2 separate regions of the Mus musculus genome follow, and region 2 is linked to region 1. The links are chromatin contacts, called in public ChIA-PET maps. All regions are on one chromosome and are shown on one strand. Each heading gives the region's core, a stretch centred on a gene start, on an enhancer-like site or on the middle of the called end of the contact. The rest is flanking DNA. Distances are from core to core; before and after follow the strand shown. Region 1 overlaps Sp4 (trans-acting transcription factor 4). Region 2 has its middle 47 kb from the start of Gm25577.

Region 1 (4,540 bases), core at 502-3,001:
AAACAAACAAACCCCTCTATGTCATATGGGAGGGGAGCTTTTTATTTCATTTCGCCTTGTTTTGACAATTTTTGCCTTGTTGGTCTTTTGCCTGGTTGTTCTGACTTTAGTTTCTATGGTTTAGTTTTCTTTTGAAAAAGAAGCAACATAAAGTTGCTTGGATAGAGAGATGGAGAATTTCTGGGGGGGCATCAGGAATGAAAAGCATGGTCAAAATATACTGCATGAAAAAATGAATAAAATTTTCTATATTATAGTGTTATATACTAAATATTTTAGAGATAGTTACAGTATGTTATTATTATAGAGATACATTAATAGTGTCTAATTTTGGTTTTACTTCTTATTCCACCTTGGAGAATATCTGATTTTTTTTTTTCAGGGTAGGGGAACAGATCATCTAGTTTCTCACTGTTTAAATACAACTTTAGAACCCTGGATTAAGTTGAGGAAGCTCCCTTCCATTGCCTTTTTCTCCCCCTCTCTTTCTCTCATTTTAATCATAAAGGGTTTTTAATGCCTAACACTTTATTGCATTTATTATAATAATTATGAGCTTTTAAAAAATCTGTATAGTTGTTACAAGTCAAAGGATTTTTGCATATGTATGGTAAAACCCTCCTGGTTATGGTGTATAATTCTCTTTATAAGTGACTGGATTTTGTCTGCTGCACCCTTTTCCCCCTCCTTTCCCCCTCCCTCTCTCTGCCAGCCTCTCTTGTGTCTCTGTCTCTGGGGAATGCTGGCATCATAAGCATGTGCCATACACTGCTTAGTTTGCTGATGTTGAGGATTCTCTTCATATGTGTTCATGAGGTGCTTGTCTCTACTTTTCTTGTATATTGGCCTTCAAGTGAATTGGGAAGTGTTCCCTGTAGTTTTCTTCTTTGAACAAGTCTTTGAAAAGCTTGAAAAAGTTCACACACACACACACACACACACACACACACACACACACACACACACACACTGAGCAGGAGGTGATTATAATAGTACAAACCTTTATCCCAAGCACTAGGTAGCAGAGTCAGTTGGTTCTCTTTTAGGCCAATCTGGTTTACTTAATGAATTCCAGGACAGTCAGTGCTGTATAGTGAGACCTTGTCTCAAAACAAGCAAAAACTTATACATACAGGGGAAAGGGATTTCACGAGAAAAGCTATTTGACTCTCCGCTTTGTAGTTTTTTTTCTGACTAGTTCTTTTTGTTACAGATTTACTTTGACCATTTGTCTTTGCTTGTTTGTTTTTCAAATTTTCTGTTTAAGATGTGTCAGCCTAGGTGGTTGGTGACACTTAATGCTCCTCTAAGAGCCCTTTTATTTTCATGAGATTGATAATGATTTTTATTTGTGAGTGGGGTAATTGAGTCTTTTTGTCTTGGTTAGTTTAGCTGAAGCTTTATTGCTTTGTTGACTTCTGGGAGCATATGTTTTTTTCCGATCTCAAAGCTCACTCTCCCTGTCTACCTGTGCTTCTTTTCACAGATTCACCAACCTGTGGTTTTGCCTTATCTCGAGTAACGCTGTATCTTTCCCTCAGGTGCCTTTGCAACAGTGGTTTCCTTTTAAAAACAAGCCCTTCAGTTAAACTTCAGCTTTCTTACAGATGGTTACAGATGGTCAGTTTCTTTGAGATTGGAGTTCATTCTAGCTAGAATTGGGGCTTTTAAGTGGCAAGTGTGGTAGAGTGCTACCTGATGTAACAGCTGAGTGCTTGGAGGCAGGGACAATAGGCTCACATTTTCTTAACCTTGCCTCTTCCGGCTTGGCAGCTCTAATTTATGAACTGTGCATGAAGGTCAGGAAACACCTAGGCCATATCATTTTCATCAGTCACAATTACTGCAGAGTTCAGTAAGTTGGGCACTGGGTGCCTTTTAGCCACACTCAACAGGAGCTCAGCCTCAGCAACAGGCAGTAGAATGAGAAGCACTGTGCCCTGCCCCTCTCTGGAAGAGGCTGGAGGGAGGAAGCCCTCATGGCTGTACTGTTCTGTAACTCTCCTTTGTCATGGAGGTGGAAAGGAAGAAAAGGAGTTAGTCTTAGATCTATAGACTCCATTGTTACATACTTTAGATTTCAGAGAGAATATTAGTTTTTGCTGTTATTAGTTTTTAGGACTATGACCAGAGATTTTTGAATAGTGTATTGGGAGGTAGATTTATAATTTATTAGTTTTGCTGGGAGGGGTTCATGGAATTCCTTGTCACACTGACCTGCTCTACAAGTGAATCTTAGAACCGTATTCCCCCCGCCCCCCAAGACAGGGTTTCCCTGGCTGTTCTGGAACTCACTCTGTAGACCAGGCTGGCCTCAAACTCAGAAATTTGCCTGTCTCTGCCTCCCAAGTGCTAGGATTAAAGGTGTGCACGGTATATTTTAACTATCTTTTTGATATTTAGAGGATAATTCTCAAGAGGTTTGTTTTCTTTCCTACCTGTGGGTAGCATGCCTACAACTCCAACAATAGGGAGTCTGTGACAGGGAAATCGTGAATATGAGGATAACTGCAACATTATAGCTAGTACAGGCAGTCTGAGCTATGTAGTAGACATAAATTCTGAAGCTTACCACATTTTCATATAAGTGTTTATATAGTACATGACCATATTTGATTTTTTTTTCCTTAATGAAAAAATTTCTCATGTGTTTTTGTTCAGACATACTCAGAAAAGCATTTTCTAATCATGTAGATGGCCTACCTGTGTTTTTGGCACAGATAGAAGCTGAGTTTAGGGTATAATGGTATTGGTTTTGTTCTGTTAGGGGCAGCAGTGAACCAGGAAAGAAGAAGCAGCATGTTTGCCACATTGAAGGGTGTGGGAAAGTATATGGCAAGACCTCTCACCTCCGAGCACATCTCCGATGGCACACTGGAGAAAGACCGTTCATATGCAACTGGATGTTTTGTGGCAAAAGATTCACAAGGAGCGATGAGCTTCAGAGACACAGAAGGACCCACACAGGTTAGTTGGTTTCTCTTGGAGAGAGAGATACTACTTCGTTTTCGAGTGCTTAGTGAAAGTTGCACTGTTGAAGGTCAAGATGCCTTGCTTTCTTTCTGACATACATTTATTTTACTTACTAAATTTTATCACCAGATTTATATGGCCTGGAATTTTTTCCTTTTGCTCATTAGGATGCTAAATCCATACCATGTTTTTCTAAAGTGTGTGTATGTATATGTATATATTTTTCTAAAGAGTATATATTTATTATATATATATGAGAAGAGAATTAAATTTTGATTGTATAGGTTTTTCCAGTGCAAGGGCATCTTGTCAGTTGGGAGCCAAAGAATACCACAAAGTCATACCACAAAACAAATATCACATAAGAGATTTACTGGGAAGAACAGAATGGCAGCTACCTCTTAAACAGCAGAGGGCTGGGTGAAGGGGAGGGGTTTTATAGTGTTTGGAGCATGTGCAGTGAGCTGGTGGAAAAGTACAGCATGGCTGGTTGACTTTTTTTTGGGGGGGTGCTATATCACTAAGTCATGAGTAGAGATTTTCAAGCCTTAGGAGCTTCAGGTCAAGTCAGGGCAGGGAGTATTTCCCTTTAATCCCTATAATGGTATTAGTGACTCTGTTTTGCCTTTTCAAGCCCAGGGAGTGTCAAAAATAATACAACAAACATCCACTTAACACTCAAGTTATATTTTTTTGTTACTTTTAGTAAATCAACTCACTAAAGAAGTTAGGACCAAAGTCAAAAGCCACCATCAGTCTATGATTTGGCTTCTAGTATATTTCTAAACCAGTGCATATTATCTGTGGGTATACATGGAAGTAGTGTTTTATACAGGCCATAAATATTATATGATACCATCCACATACTTTTACTCAAGTCCACTATGCATGTGTGTTTATATTTTTAGAGATGTGCAGTATTCTGTCATGTGATTATCACACTGATCATTTTGCATACTGTTAGTTATTGGAGGGTTATTTGCTGTCACCAACTTTGCTTCTCTGAAGTATTGGACATGTTTAAGGGGCAAGAGTATTAATCACAGAGAATGTGTGTTTGGTAGTAGAGTCTCTAAAGTGGCTCCTTAACATTTCTGCCTCACTAGTGCTGATCAGAAGTTCTGTTCATATGCTCTCACTGCTGTAGTTCCAGGCTTCAGAAGTTTGTGTTTATCTAAAACTGTTTCTGTTTTTAAAGTTGGCATTTTGTGATGATCCCTGAAATTAAGCATCTTCTTGTGTACGTTGTTTATTTTACTTCTTAGTCGTGGTACTTCTCATTTTTCTTCAGGAGTGTTTCTCAGTCATATAATTAAAAATATATATTAAAGTCTAAGATATACTGAAGTTATTTGAAACTTTTTTTAACAGCTCTGAGTTTTTCGTTTTTGCCTCCAGTTCGGTCCTTTAGATTATGCAAAAGGGTGATTTTGTTCTTCTTCCTCTTCTTCTTTTTCCTTGTCTCGAATAATGAATTGAGGCTACAAATTGTTTCATATGAAAAGCCAGTTTTTGACTAGTTTATTCTTCTGACTAATTTATAATTACATTTATCTCAAACTGTCCT
Region 2 (4,494 bases), core at 964-3,463, 200 kb before region 1:
ATACGGTTAAATATTATGTGATTAAAGTTATTATAAGCTGAGTCTCAATCAAAAGAAAGCAAAATTTCAGGTCCAATACAGGGACTGAAGAGTAGAATCAAACCAGTATTGCTAAGCATCGTGATTCTTAACTTTGAACATCCCTTAAAACCTTCTACAAAATACTATAATCATTTAAATTACCTTGGTTCACAGTGGCAGAGGTGGAGGGTGGAGGTGGACAGAATGATGAGAAGAGGGTGGGAAGGGGGTGGGCTGTGAATAAGAGAAACTCACATCTGAAAGAATTCAGTTCAACTTGGAAGTAAATATATGATTTTCCATACGTGCACATTTAAAAGCATGGAGTTTCTAGTCCATCTTTCTTACGACATGCTTATTTATATAAAATAAAAACTTAATATATTTTAAGAAATTAAACTAATGATTAATAAGAACATTTCAGCTTTCTGACTAATGTCCTACGTTACAGAATCCACACCAATATTCATAATCCAGCCCAACTACGTATATGTACACGACTGCCTGCCTTCTGCTGCAGCAAAGCTGGATTCTGCATGTGTATGGCATTATTTATGCACTTAGATGCAGTGTATTGTAACGATTCATATCTATTATAGATTTAGTAAGACACGAAGGCATAAGTGGATTTAATCAGACATGTAATTATTTTTATGCCTCCAACTCAAAAATATGCGTAAATAAATTTATGGTTATTTGGCAATCAGTGAGAATGGTCTTTATAAATGTTGAAACAGCTGCTGGCAAACATATTTGCAAAAGAAAGAGGATGGTTCTTATCTTCCAACCAGCAAGCGATAAAGGGATGAGTTAGCTGGGAATGCACTGTCCTAGCTGTTAAATATTTGTTTCATCATCTTCAATATTACACAAACATGCATTCAACATAAGGAAACCTGGCATTTCTTTCCCTTTGTGGGAAAGGAGCTCATTTTCTCAGAGGAGCACATTTTCTCAGAGGAGAACCTTGGAGCACACCTATACGTTACAATGCTCTTATTTTCTAGTTCTGAGTAGCTGCTGTCATGCTGTTTGACTTCCACATTCCCGTTTATTCTGTCATTGGTGGTATCGTTCCGGATCTTGAGATGGAACATTCTCATTTGAAATAATGGGCTACGATGGCGTGCGCACTTCTGTCAAATATGTTGATTCTGGCGTCTGTTAGGGTTGCTGCTCTGACTTTCACAGTGGCTTTAAGACATTTGTAAAACTTTGCCGGGAAGGATAGTAACTGGCAATCTTCGAGTTAGCTGGTTATGATTACTTCTCTGTGTTGAAACATCTAATAAATTATGCATCTAAAAATGTAGATCTTGGACAAATACTCTGAGAAAAATCTAATTTTCTTGAAATATATCTTTTTTCATTCTCTCAAGTTTTCAGCTGAAATTTTGTGCTTTGGACTGTTGAGAAATTAATAGCATCGGCATCTGGTATCTTCTCTCTAACCTTCAGCAGAGAAAAAGCTTCTCAGAGCTCTCCTAATGTGTCAATTAGGACCTAGGCAGATTACTTCACGAGGAATTATGTATTTCATTTGTCTAGTATCAGGTATAAAAGAGTATAATATATTAAAGTAGGACACAACCAGGCACACTCGCGCGCTCAGGACTGGGATAGGCCATGTAAATAAAGCTGTCGCCCTGGCTTCCCAAGGTGAAGACTGTATCAGCCTGCGTTCTATGCTTATGATCATTTCCAATACTATCCGGTTGGGGTTAGTTAGCAGCCTTAGATGTCACGGTCACCCGACTTTTGTAAAATCATGGGGTTTCCTTTCATTCACGTATGTTGTTTCAGTGATCAGTAGTATTTCCAATAAATCATACACTAGCCAGTTGAAAGAGCTTCTGCCTGGTATGGGGGGGAAAAACCCTGCAAACGCGGCTAACTGATGCTTCGCCCGCTGCCCAGCTCGGCCGTGAGAGAAGCCGGGATCCTTGGAAAACCGCAGAGCGCCCTCTGTTGATGAAAAAGGCAACGCGCAGCGCGGGAGCGGACCCCAACCCTGTGGATCTGAAGCCACAACGCCGCGGTCGAAGAGTCCCATTTCTGACGTGGGAGAAAAAAATCCCGTTTAAAACTATAAGAATATTGATTTTTCTGGACACAGAAAGCACATATGACTGCAAGCTCCAAGAGAATGGTAGCATGGTAAGTATTTAAGTAGATACACGCACAAACATGCTCGTCTTTCAGTCTCTACTTGCCTAAAGCATTGGGTAAGGAGGCTTCTTTTCCTTCGATGGACACTCTACACGGGTTTGTTTCTATTCGTATTATTTGGGAACTGCCAGAAAACATGGCGTGAGCAATGATGCTAAATAGGTAGAGTCTACATTTCTTTTTCTTTCTTTCTTTTTTTTTTTAATGAAAGACTATAACTAAACCTCCTTTGAAAACACACACACACACACACACACACACACACACACACACACACAGCTACATCCCTTGACCTCCAAGAAGGAAAGACCAGAAAACAAAACCGCCACAACTGTTGACTTTTGCTGACTTTGGCTTAGTTTGTGTTTTATCACTTTCCAACTAAGTTCCAGCAAGCCTTTATAAAATAGTATACTGGGGTACAAAATTTTATTCGTGTGTGTGTGTGTGTGTGTGTGTGTGCGCGCGCGCACACGAAATTTAAAAGCAGTAATTCTATGATAAGAACTCTTCCGTTCTGTATTTCCATTTACTTCCTATTGGGTTGGGGAAGAAAATTAGTCTCACAGAAGTAACATCTTTACATTTTAAGGTCACTGCATATGCTAATTAGTTTTAAAAGCATAGTTGTTTTAGGATACCTTGTTCTGCCCAGCTTTTAGGTAGCAATTGAAAACGTTGCGTTCTTGACTTCCAGTTGTTGGGTGTTACAAACGTTTCTGAAAGACTGTATTCGGGAACTTGTTCAGACATACTGATGGCACAGGTGCTTATTAACCTAAAGCTGAGTATTTACAGCCACAGAATTAACTTGAGTTTGTGATTTGATTGCAATCTTTAATTCCTTTGTCTTAAAAGAAGACTTCTCTTTCTTGTAAGTTTCCTTTTCAAATTCAAAAAAGGAATCCAGAGACAAAATATTAGGCCTTGCTAAGAGAGTCACCAAGAAGGAAGGGAGGAGGGATGTGGAGAACTCTCAGAGTCGTTGCCAGCAGCCACGAAACTCGCCCAGATAAATCGCTCGGCGCACATTTTGATTTTTCCTCACAAAGACAATAAGAGTTTTAAAATAATATGCCTTTAGATTTTTCCTGTATCTTCCATCTTCGGCTATTTGAAGTCCCTACATGAATTCGATCACGCTCAACAGGATTTGTTCACTCAAGATGGGGCACAGGTGCTGAGGAAGTAATTTATGACCAGAGCCAGAATCCTGAGCTGAAGCTAACAGTGGGTACAGCAGTGCCTGGGAGGCTGTTAACATGCAAATCCCCACGAAACAGATGAAAACTGACAGACTTGGTGTCGTTCGGAGATTTCAGCCCACCCCAGTATTCAGGGGAACTGCAAACAGAGGAGGGCGAGACACTGCCGGATCCCAGGCTGGCCAGAGCATGTGCCTGGGACACCCTCTGACTTTTCCCCATATTATATCAGCATTAGCCCTAGTACTTTGATATGGTAAGCTTTAGGCTTTTTTTTTTTAATCAATATACATTTTATTGGGAATAGGATTATGCCATTTCTTTTTCAGACAGTAAAATTACATGAAAATGGTGTATACCGGAAACAACCCTGATAAACATGTAACTTTCCCCCATTGCTTATGAGCAGCTGAAGATGAATCAGAGTCTCAACATTTTGAAGTGAAAATGAGAAAGATGATTTTCTTTTATTTCTGTTTTTTAATTGAGATTTGAAAAGTCAGCTACATTTACTCACAAATGGAAAATTTAGTTTAAAAAATCATAAATCAGCTAAACTCAATTTATATGATAAAAAGGTATTTAACAGTTTAATGCTTCCCCTTTCCCAAATAATTTTATCCTCACAAATTGCATTGTAAAATAATTTCATGCCACTGTACAATATTTTAAGCACTTCATTTTAAGAAACACTAAATATTTTAAAAAGTAGCCCACCAGAGGGCAGTCAGCTTTTAGTCTAACGTGTTTGAAATGAATTTATTGGTGTGGTTGGTTGGATTTTGAATTAAAATCACATTAGTCTTTGCATCCATAAATTCCTGACTTAAGGCTGGAAAGTATGACTTCAATCATTCTGATTAGAAATCTTCAGATATTCTAACATTTGCCCTTCTTTATACCCTCAATTGGTTATTGTGATATTTATGTTTTGTAATAAAACAGGGTTTATTCTGATTTGAGGTGCCTTGAAGGCAGCAATATTTTTCAGTCAGTAGATACTTCAGAAAAACCCCCACTGAGAAAGTATAGGAGAGACAGTTTCCTTGTTCACCTCTGCCTGAGGTATTAAAATTAATTGTTAATGCTAATTTTGGAA

The links. ChIA-PET counts read pairs in DNA pulled down with a chosen protein or histone mark.
Region 2: an RNA polymerase II ChIA-PET map of memory CD8 T cells shows a contact between it and region 1, with 5 times the contacts expected there. The contact joins two enhancer-like sites. A contact is called at or near these places in 3 of 115 datasets of contacts at active chromatin or transcription factors (CD4 single positive thymocytes, double positive thymocytes and memory CD8 T cells).

What each region holds. Positions count from the first base shown.
Region 1 is chr12:118,252,837-118,257,376 of GRCm38.p6, reverse strand. Sp4 (trans-acting transcription factor 4) reads left to right here. Exons shown (of 6, transcript NM_009239.4): 5 at 2,768-2,967. Among named protein-coding and RNA genes, the nearest start is that of Sp4, 46 kb to the left of the region's middle. Within about 2 kb of position 1,751, at least 31 of the 459 cell types and tissues checked have an H3K27ac peak or open chromatin away from gene starts, as enhancers often do. A contact at or near this core is called in memory CD8 T cells, where this site is marked.
Region 2 is chr12:118,455,435-118,459,928 of GRCm38.p6, reverse strand. No RefSeq gene overlaps it. Among named protein-coding and RNA genes, the nearest start is that of Gm25577, 47 kb to the left of the region's middle. Within about 2 kb of position 2,213, at least 12 of the 459 cell types and tissues checked have an H3K27ac peak or open chromatin away from gene starts, as enhancers often do. A contact at or near this core is called in memory CD8 T cells, where this site is marked.